2 separate regions of the Danio rerio genome follow, and region 1 is linked to region 2. The links are chromatin contacts, called in public Hi-C maps. All regions are on one chromosome and are shown on one strand. The core of a region is the stretch at or near the end of the contact, and the rest is flanking DNA. Distances in the headings are between cores, read along the strand shown. Region 1 holds the start of clic5b (chloride intracellular channel 5b). Region 2 overlaps mark3b (MAP/microtubule affinity-regulating kinase 3b).

The links. Hi-C and Micro-C count contacts between places; a contact is called where the count stands out from the background.
Region 1: a Hi-C map of an unstated tissue shows a contact between it and region 2, with 5 times the contacts expected there. The contact joins the promoter of clic5b here to the enhancer-like site in region 2. A contact is called at or near these places in 6 of 18 Hi-C or Micro-C datasets (caudal fin, embryo, fibroblasts and 2 more) and 2 of 4 datasets of contacts at active chromatin or transcription factors (caudal fin and embryo).

The regions. Positions count from the first base shown.
Region 1 is chr20:47,237,486-47,242,757 of GRCz12tu, forward strand. clic5b (chloride intracellular channel 5b) reads left to right here and starts at 2,468. Exons shown (of 7, transcript NM_212897.1): 1 at 2,468-2,657; 2 at 5,250-5,272. The coding sequence starts at 2,481.
Region 2 is chr20:47,099,752-47,105,443 of GRCz12tu, forward strand. It overlaps mark3b (MAP/microtubule affinity-regulating kinase 3b), which reads right to left. Exons shown (of 18, transcript NM_001076575.2): 17 at 4,385-4,429; 18 at 1,077-1,909. The coding sequence ends at 1,564. Among named protein-coding and RNA genes, the nearest start is that of laptm4a, 9.4 kb to the left of the region's middle. Within about 2 kb of position 1,705, at least 13 of the 62 cell types and tissues checked have an H3K27ac peak or open chromatin away from gene starts, as enhancers often do.

The DNA.
Region 1 (5,272 bases), core at 1,218-3,717, 140 kb after region 2:
GTTATCTTTGCAGTTTGTAGGAAATGAGTTCAAAACCAGTGGTGTGATCAAATAAAAAATGGATAGAAGCACACATATTATACAAATGAATCACTTTTATTATTTTTAAAAAATTAAATAGCTATTTACTACACAAAATAACAACAAAGCAACCGTTTTAATATTTAATTTGTCTTTAACACTACATGTGATGGAAAAATTCATTTTTCTTACTCAAACATAAAAGTTCTCTTTCTTACTAGAAACATCACATATTGCCTTCCTAAGAAAAGATACAAAAGGTACAAAAACAAGAAGGTGATCATCTGCTTTTAAACATATGCATTCAATAAGTGTAAACCCTGGAAGAAATACCTTGATTCTTAGAGGAGGAATGCTCTAAAGAGAGCTGGTTGTGATCTGTGACGAAGTGGACCTTTAAGCAGGGGAAAGAAGATAAATCCATGGTGTCTGTTTAGCCTGTGTGTCACACTCTGCAGCAACCGGTGTTCCTGTATGACTGATGGACCTATTTTTGCAAAGAATAAAATATTTTTGGATATTAACCTTGTAAGACTTTGTCTCTTGATCAGTAAGAGTCTCTTTATTTGAAATTCCCACAACAATAAAATAAACACACAAAAATAAATACACGCACGCACACACACACACACACACACACACACACACACACACACACACACACACACACACACACACACACACACACACACACACAAAGCACAACAAACTTGAAGTTGAATTTAAAACAATTATATCTTAAAAATAATAATTCAACTATTATATGTAATTCAACTACATTCAACTGTTATAATGTAATTCAATTATATTCAAATAAAATTCTACTATTATACAGTTGAAGTCAGAATTATTAGACCCCGTTTATTTTCCCCCCCAATTTCTGTTTAATGTAGCAGATTTTTTCAACACTTTTTAAAACATAATAGTTTTAACTAATTTCTAATAACTGATCTTTTACTTGTGCCATGATGACAGTAAATAATATGTGACTAGATATTTTTCAAGACACTTCTATACAACTTAAAGTGACGTTTAAAGGCTTAACTAGGTTAATCAGGTTAACTAGGCAGGTCCGGGTAATTAGGCAAGTTATTGTATAACGATGGTTTGTTCTGTAGACTACTGAAAAAATGTAGCTTAAAGGGGCTAATAATTTTGTCCTTAAAATGGTGCGTAAAAATTAAAAACTGCTTTTATTCTAGCTGAAATAAAACAAATAAGACTTTCTCCAAAAGAAAAATATTATTCGACATACTGTGAAAATGTCCTTGCTCTGTTAAACATCATTTGGGAAATATTTTAAAAAGAAAATAAAATTCAAACAGAAAAAAAATTCTAAATTTAATTCTGACTTCAACTGTGTGTATATATTGCATACTTATGTGCGTATATTTGTTAATATTTCGGTCAAATTTTACTAAAAGGTTCCATTAGTTAATGTATTTACTTACATGAACAAAAAATGAACACTCCTTTTACATATTTTTGGCAATCATTGTTCAACATTTAATACATTATTAAAATCTTTTAGAAATTAAGGGGCCCTGACAAATGCCAAAAAGCCTATATATTTAATCATATAGCTTTTTTATAAATGTTCTATTATATGTTGTAAAATCTGTATATATAACCGTTAAGAGTAGTAGGGTCTGTTCAAATAAAATAACACTGGATTCACAAACAGCAATTATTGAGTTCATTTAGCTGAATTGATCGTTAATTAAATTAGCTTTTCCCCCCTTTAATATCAAAATGTATCAAAATGACTAGTTTAGTTTAAATAGTTGCAAATTAGTAAGTTGGAACTTGTTTTATTTGTAAATGTATTACATTTGATTTTACATTTATAAGATAAAGGTTCTGGTAAATATTAAATTATATAAAATATACTTTCAATATTTTATTATACTTTTATATACAGTATGTATTTATTTAGATACTTTTTAGCATGCAGTTTATTTACAATAATAATTATAATCTACATAAAATAAATTCTATAGAGAAAGAGAATTGCTTAGGGCCTCCAAATCACTAAGGCCGCCTCAGACTAACAATGCACGACTTTGTTAGCATTAATTGATGCAAATAAAGACGAATAAATAGCCTACTGTAATAATAGTTTATTATTATAGCGTACATGCATTAAATAACATTTTAGTGTTTTCGATATATATTTGCTAAATTATTTTTTAACATATTAAACAATAAATGTAGCCATTACTGAAAAAAAATAATAGACATTTAAGAGATAAAGTTTAAAGATAAAGCTCTTCTTTTTTGACCTCAAGTTGATTGTAGATCATATAGCGCGTGGTCACTTCAGCTCACATTTTATGACGGCCAATCATCGACCAAAGTTCATTTATAAGTGATCTGTCATCTTCCGGCGAACAGGTGAGAACCGAGGCTCGACTTTCCGACTTCTCTAGACGCCCTCAAAGTCCTGGAAGAGCTCCATCATGGCTGGAAACGTCCAAGAAAACATTTACGAACAGGTCCAAGAGAAGACCGAAAACATCTACGAGAAACCGTACGATAAAACGACAAACGCGGAGCCGAAATACGAGAATCACGACGCGGGTCAACAATCTCCAGAAGAGCCGATTTACAGCACTCTGGATCAGCCAGAATACACGGTAGGGTTGTGATATATGACAATATATATCGCGCAGATTAAATTGTAAGTCTATCGTTTCATATTATGCTCTATAGCAGGGGTTCCCAAACTTTTCAACCCGCGACCCCCAAAATAACAATGCCAGTGACTCGCGACCCCCAATATCCTCTAAGGTGGTTATAAATACAGAAACCTTGCATGCAATGACGCAGACACACCAATTAAATTTGTGTCAGTGCTTTAAATGTGCCAGAAAGTATAACCTGATGTTATAAAATCAAAATGCATCTGACGCTATTGCTGCCTTTAATATAATGTAATTACCCCAGGGGTCGCAATCCAATAGAACTAGTAACTATAAGCTACTATAGTAACTATATAGTATATAGTAACTATAAACGACTATTTTTATTTTCAGTATAGTTATGGATAAAATATGTTAATTTTTATGGTTTAATAAAAATAAATCGATTTTTGGAAATCACCAGGCGACCCCCCCTTCATTGCCCCGCGACCCCTTGGGGGGTCCCGACCCCCACTTTGGGAACCACTGCTCTATAGTTGATATCGTGGGGTCGCAGAATACATTGTTCACATATATAGTTATAGCTAATTTATGACTGTTATATTGCACGCCATTACACTGAGAAAATGTTAATTGGATTTACATTTTTTTTTACTGTAACTGGTTGCACACACTTCATATGGGATGAATTTAAACAAATACAATTTATTAATGTTTAGTTTAATTTGTTTGTTTAAAGTCAGCCCATATAAATTGTATGCAATCAGTTACCTTAAAAAATGAGTAGGCTAAATCCAGTTAACATGTTTCTTTCAGTGTAAGGAGATGTAGACAGTAACATGAGTGAAAATAACATGAGCTGCAGTCTTGCAAGCACATCGTTTACATTTTGCAATTTTTAGCAATATGTTGGGCTTGTAATAACTAGTTTTTGGAGATTATTTATAGCCTATATTTATTTTATATTTCTACATTTTTAACCAAACACCACAACGTTCTAAACAAAGCAGAAATATAATCACACACTGGAAAAAAGATCACAGTTTTATCATTATTTGTTTTTCAGTGTGTGATCATATTTCTCACTTTGTTTAGAACTTCAGGATTTCACAGTGTATGTGGGCCTAATCAAACTAATTAAATTTAGTAATGTTCAATTTTGTTTGTTTAAATTCAGCCCAAATAAATAGTTTGCAACCACTTACATTAAAAAAATTGTGAATCCAATGAATAATTTTTCAGTGCATATGAATAAGCAGATTTTTGAGTATATATTTTAAAATGTCAAAAAAAGAAGACGCTGTCAGGTCAATATATAAACTATTATTTGATTGAATTTACATAAAAGTGATTATATCAACATTTTTCTTAGACATGTTTTATAGCACATTTAAAAACAACCATCGTTGACCAAAGTGCTTCACAAAGTCAAAATAAAATAAAAAACAGTCTAGTACTGAAAAACTCAACTCAAAGTGTACACCAAAGTATACATGTGTGTCTTAAGCATTGATTTAAAAAAGCCAACAGTTTGAGCACTTCTTATTTCATTTCATTTTCTTTCGGCTTAGTCCCTTTATTTATCAGGGGTCCCCACAGTGGCATTAACCGCCAAACTTATCCAGCATGTTTTACACAGTGGATGGCATTCCAGCTGCAACCCATTACTGGGAAACACCCATACACTCTCAAATGCACACACATACACTACAGCTAATTTAGTTAATTCAATTCACCTATACCGCACAAGTCTTTGGACTGTGGGGGAAACCGAAGCACCCGGAGGTTTTATATGTATTAATTAAATGATAAACCTTACCATTCCGTTGGTGTGCAATAAGTGCACTATTCTGTGCTTTTGAATGGTTGTAATTAAATTTCTGTCGTGTTTCATTTGGTGCAAACAACCAAATCGCTTAGAATCACTTAAAATCTGGTCTAGAAGCTTGTTGTTAGGACAAGGATGCAGTGTAACCTGATCACCTGAGGTTGACGTTCGTAATATTTGCTAATCAATAACCACCTCATGTGGAACTCTGAATCTGCGGCTCATTTTGGAATCTGCTACTATCCACTGTAGGTCGCATTTCGGTCATGGACGCATGCTTTAAGAGCCTTCCTGACTGAATCAATAAAATACGCTTTTTTCCATCAAGGCAACCCAGTGTGCGGAAATATAATAGGTTAAACATTGGGCGTATTAAAATAACCAAAACAAAGAAAGAAATTCCAGCAGGTAAAGCACATTTTCAAAGCAGTTTATTTGACTTTAACATTGTTTTTCAGATAAACAAGAATGTTCACTTAGCGTGCTTCTTAAATATCTGCAAACAAATTATAGTATTTTTATGCTTTAGAAGGGTCAAAAACTTACATACAGCAGCTTTAAACATCATTTGGGAAATATTTGCAAAAAAAAAAAAACAGAAAAAAAAAACTTTCTCTTAAACAGAAATTGGGGAAAAATATATAAATCATATAGGTGGCTAATAATACAGGAGGATAAATAATTTTGACTTCAATTGTATATCGTAATTAGGCTATGAGATGACTTGTATCATGTGAGATTTTTGTCCTATCATCCAGCCAGACTACATGGACACCAGAGG
Region 2 (5,692 bases), core at 455-2,954:
CAGCCAGACTTAGAAAAAAAAAAAACATATATCAATGTCATTGCTGCAAAACTAAGGTACATTATTTACATTCCAAAAAAAAAGCAAACAGAAACATTAAATCAAAATTATAATAATAATAACAACAGTGCCAATGGTTTTGGGATGGGAGTGAATACTGAAGGCCAGAAATGGCGAGTTGAAGTTCTGAAGTGAACTGTGTGTCCCAGAATGACTCAGCATGTGCGACTGTATGGTGCGCCCTGAGGGCCGGAGCCAAAGCACAGACATTTCAAGAGCATTTCGTCATCTCAGAAGCTTAAAAAAATACTTTTCAAGGATTTAAACTAAATACTTCAATGGAGCACAAAGGAAAACATCTCAACTCGTTCTTCAAGAGACGGCTCACTTAAAAAACTGAACAGTTGCTGCTAATTTACTCGCCCTCAGGGTGACCTTTTCTCTTTAGTATGATTAGTTGACATCGGGATCCTTTGTGATTCGTAAAATACAAGTCATTGGCTACTGGATCAAAAAACACAAAGACATAACGAAATTACTAAATTTTTCCTGATGGCACTCTGTAGCCATAAAATAATCTGTACAAGAAACTGAACATTATTTACAGCAGTTTCACAATTTGTGAACAGACCATTTGCAGAAGTTGTTGATTTAAGGTAATTATAAAGTAAATAATAAGCAGTTTCTTGCGACTGAGATAGGAGGATTGAATTTTTCTGACGATTTGATTTTTGTATGAATCACCAAAGCCATGTTCTAGGCTAAACAAGGTCTTTAAAGGTATAATAAATGGGTGATGAGATCTGTTTGGATACTGACATTCATCCAAATACCTTCCATTTATACAGTATTTGAACAAAATGAAGGCAAACATTTAATTTTTGAGGGATTCTCCATATTGGATAGCCTGAGGGCGAGTAAATTACAGCAATTTTTCATTTTGTTAGGCTGAACTATCTATTTAATGTTCCTGACATTAAGCTGATCCCATCTATAAAACAAAAAATGGGAATAATCTGACGTAGGACTGGGGGTCAAAAGAGAACTGAAAAAGCATGGGATGAAGTGTAACAATATGTGGTCCTTTATTGGGGAAAATGTGCAAATAAATGTCCTGTCCCTAAATCAGATTAGTTTTGGCATTGGGATAGAGCTGGACTGATACTGGAGCGATTAATCGTCTGGTTAAAATACACGCTTTCAGTCATTTTTGGCCCCACAGGGCATCTCTAATGCAGTAGTGCATAAACGAAAACCAAAATCTTAATAAAAATGAAGAAACGAAAGCGTCTTTTGTTTTCCTACAGTTTGAATCCATCCCACAATAATAATAATAATAATAACAATAACAACAATATTAATAATGCGTCAAAGATGCAGGAAATTATTGCCTAAGGCATGATTCTATACAATATTTTCAGTACATACTTTGTAAGTGTTTGAGGAAAACGCTCCTTGTATCTGCTACTTGTTGAAAAAGAATGTACAGCTTGATTACTCTAGTTTTGTGCCTTAGTTCATTTTTGCTGCTTTCACATTTTCATTTTATGTTTTGTTTTTTCCTTACAGCTTCAGTTCGTTGGCAATTTTGGATGCGATGTTTTTGAAAGCGATGGATGTTCCTGATATCCGCTTGAAGCGCACGCCGTTTAGCGAGAGGCGGGGCAGTTTGCACACCTCCATCTCCCATTGGACCAAACTCTCGGCGTGGCCGTCGCCGTGGACGCAGAGCAGCAGGAATCGCTCGCGCTGCTCGTAGTCGCAGTTGTTGGCGTCCAGGACTTTGCGGATCTCGCGCATCATTTCTGTGGGCTCCATGGACGAGGTGGTCTTCATGCTCCAGGTGAATCGGAGCGAGCGGGGTTTGGCGTCTTTATGTTCCTCTTTCTGATCCCCTGACACATTACGACTGAAAGAGAGAGAAAGGTAAGAGAGACAGGCATTGTTTGGTTTCAGTGTTTAATGCTAATGTCATCATGAAGGCCAGAAATGTACACAAGTCTACACTATATTCAACTTAAGTTTATTTGCATAGCGCTTTTCATAATAATTATTGCTTTACAAAAAGGTGCACATAATATCACATAAATATTATGTGTAAATATCACATAACTGCATTAAAATCAAATTCAGAATCATTACGGTTATCAGTTATCCACAACTTTATCTAACTAACTAGTAACTAATAGCTTTTAACAGTTATTATATATAAACAGCTAACCTACAGTTACACTCACCGGCCACTTTATTAGGTACACCTCAGGCAACTGTCTAAAGTCAAGCCATTTATATCTGCGAGAAATTTTCAAACGGTGCTTCATGCCTTTATAACAACACATTCAGAATACTGTAACTCTCTCTGTTTTGGCATCTCTCAGTCTTCTCTCTCATCTGCAGCTGGTAAGAATTCGGCTGCTAGACTACTTACTGGCACCCGCAGGTATGAGTCGGTAACTCCAGTTTTAGCTGCACTTCACTGGTTACCCATTAATAGAGAATTGATTTTAAAATATTATTATTCGTTTTCAAAGCCGTCTATAATCTTGCTCCTCAGTACCTTACTGACTTGCTTTGTCTGTATACCCTCTTGATCATTGAGATCTTATGATCTCAATTTACTCACCGTGCCCATAGCATGTCTTTAAATACAAGGTGATCGAGTGTTTACTGTTACTGGTCCTAAACTCAGGAACAGTCTACCAATTCAGATTAGACTTTCCCCTTCCATTTCTGTGTTCAGGTCTGTTTTGAAGACCTATCTATTTTCTCTCGCTTTAAATACTCCTTGATCATTGGTTTATTGCTTTTAGTTATCAATGTTTTTTTTTAAATATTCTGCTTCTCTGTCTTTAGTTCTCCTATGTATAGCACTTTGGTCAACCGTGGTTGTTTTTAAATGTGCTTTATAAATATATTGTATTGTATCGTATTGTAAACCTGTACACCGTAAACACAGGCATCTATGGAACAATTTTTTGTATAGTTTTGTTTTTTTGTATGAACATATCAGATTTTAATTTAGATTGACTGGGATATTTTTGTAGCGCAGTGAATCAAAGAAATTGCAAGCATAGATAAGGTTGATAATATAATAATATTAATTTAATAATGTAATATAATAAAAAATAATATCATATCATATAATATAACATAATATAATATAATATAATAATATAACATAATATGATATAATAATATAATATAATAATATAACATAATATACTATAATAATATAATATAATATAATGATAATATAATATAATAAAATAACATAACATAACACAACAATATAATATAATATAATACAATATAATATAATAAAATAATATAATATAATAATATATTATCATAATATAATATAATATAATACAATATAATATAATATAATACAATATAATATAATACAATATAATATCATAATATAACATAATATAACATAATATAATAACATAATATTTCATAATATAATAATATAATAAAATAACATAACACAACACAACAGTATAATATAATATAATACAATATAATATTATATAACATAGTATAATATAATATAATAACATAATATAATAATAAAATAACATAACATAACACAACAATTTAATACAATATAATATAATATAATATAATATAATATAATATCATATAATATAACATAATATAATAACATAATATTACATAATATAATAATAATAAAATAACATAACACAACAATATAATATAATATAATATAATATAATATAATATAATATAATATAATATAATATAATATAATATAAGAACAAAGTTTTATTTTGCATGTGATGAAATCATGATAAATCTTTGCCCAGCACTGAATATAATACGATTAAGTTGTAGTTTCTTATTCCTGCCACAAGGAGTCAGAGCAGAACAAATGGCTGCCTTTAATATGGATCTGGGATAGTTCACCCCAAAAAAGGAACATTCTGTCATCATTCACTCCTTCATTTGCTGGAGTTTCTTTCTTCACAAAGGAAGATATTCTGAAGAATGTTAAAACTGACATTCAATAGTATGTTTTATTCCTACAATATGATGTCAATGTCATTTTCCCCTCCAACATTCTTCAACACATCTTCATTTGTGTTCAACAGAAGAAAGAAACTCAAAGTTTGGAACCACTTGAGTGTGATTAAATAGTGAGGAAATGTCCATTTATTTTGGGTGATCTACCGGTTTAATCTTCATTCACAGAATAGATATTTCTGCTTCATTGGACACACATCTTTGGCTAATGATGAATTATCGAGCAATCATGCTGAATAGAGTCTAGTGAATAACATCAGGCCTAAAACTGGAATAAAAGGCAAAGAAAAGATGACTGAAAAGTCAAAAGTGTAAAAAGCAGATGTCCCGTTCTCACCTTGAGTCGTCATATCTCCCATTTCTATCGCATTCTGCCGGCACTCTTTAAACACCAGGGTGAAAAAGAAGAAAAGTAGTTTAGAGGCAAGGAAATCTGAGACTTGCTGATCAAGGAAAGACAGATAAGACAACAATAGTTGAACCAAGAAGCTGGAAAGAATATCAAAGACGGATATCATTTCCTGTGTAAGCGAAAGGAGAGGAATATTAGACATGCACTTCAAGATGACCTGTGTGGAGAGATTGGACATGGATTGACTTCCTGTAGCCTATGATTTCACTTCTTGTCCTAAATAGATTCAGTACGGAGGACATAAACTGAGCTCATTCTGTCTGCAAAGAAAGACAAGGGTTTCTCATAATGAATAAAAGATGAGCGTTTGCTTAAAAGAGAAAATTATGTGGGGCAGAGCGGGGTAAGCTGGGCCAGTTTGACTCAAGCAGTCTTCAAGGCGGGCAGAAATTAGACAGCGAAGTTAATATTGCTAATAATTAATATTTAATGCTAATTATTTTCCTTTTTAGCATAGTAATTAATATTTCAGTGAGATGAGATTAGGAATGGGTTATGATAGCTGAAACTAAAAGCATACAGCTGATGTTTATAACAAATTAAATGCTGACTAAAAATAATTTTCCTTTTTTTTAAAATTTGCAATAAATTGTGCTATTTATTTATAACAAATAATACTTTTTATTTAGTTAAAAAAACTAAAAATTATTAGAATTATTTAACTAATTAAATAAAAAAAAATATATATATTTCTTTCAGGTTAATTGTAAAACATAAAATAAAAAAATAAATAAAATCTAAAAAAATAAAAATAGTAAACTTCTTATATAGACCAAAGATGTTCAAAGTAGGACCCGCGAGACAAAGTTGGCCCAGGGTAACCTTTGATTTGGCCCACCATCCCATCTGAAAAGAAAGGGAGAATGTAGGGAAGGTGGTTGTGGCAAATGCCTTTGACAGAGATCGTCATTTCGAATTTAACTTAACCTTTTATTCATTTATTTTATTGCTGAGCTCAAAAAACAACTAAAATTAAACAGATGAATGAAATATTGTAAATGAATCAGACTTTTAAAGTGTAAAAACTGTCACTTGACACTGAGGACAATGCACAAGACATCGGCAAGCAAATAAAGGCACAGGATGGCGCAGGTCAACCAGTGTTTTCAGCAGTGAACTCCATTATGTTATGAATGTGATTGTTTATGTTTTACTGTAATACGTTCATTATAAAATGTAAAGAATTATACTGCATTCGTTAATTTGATTTAAAGCAATATTTTCTAGTTATCT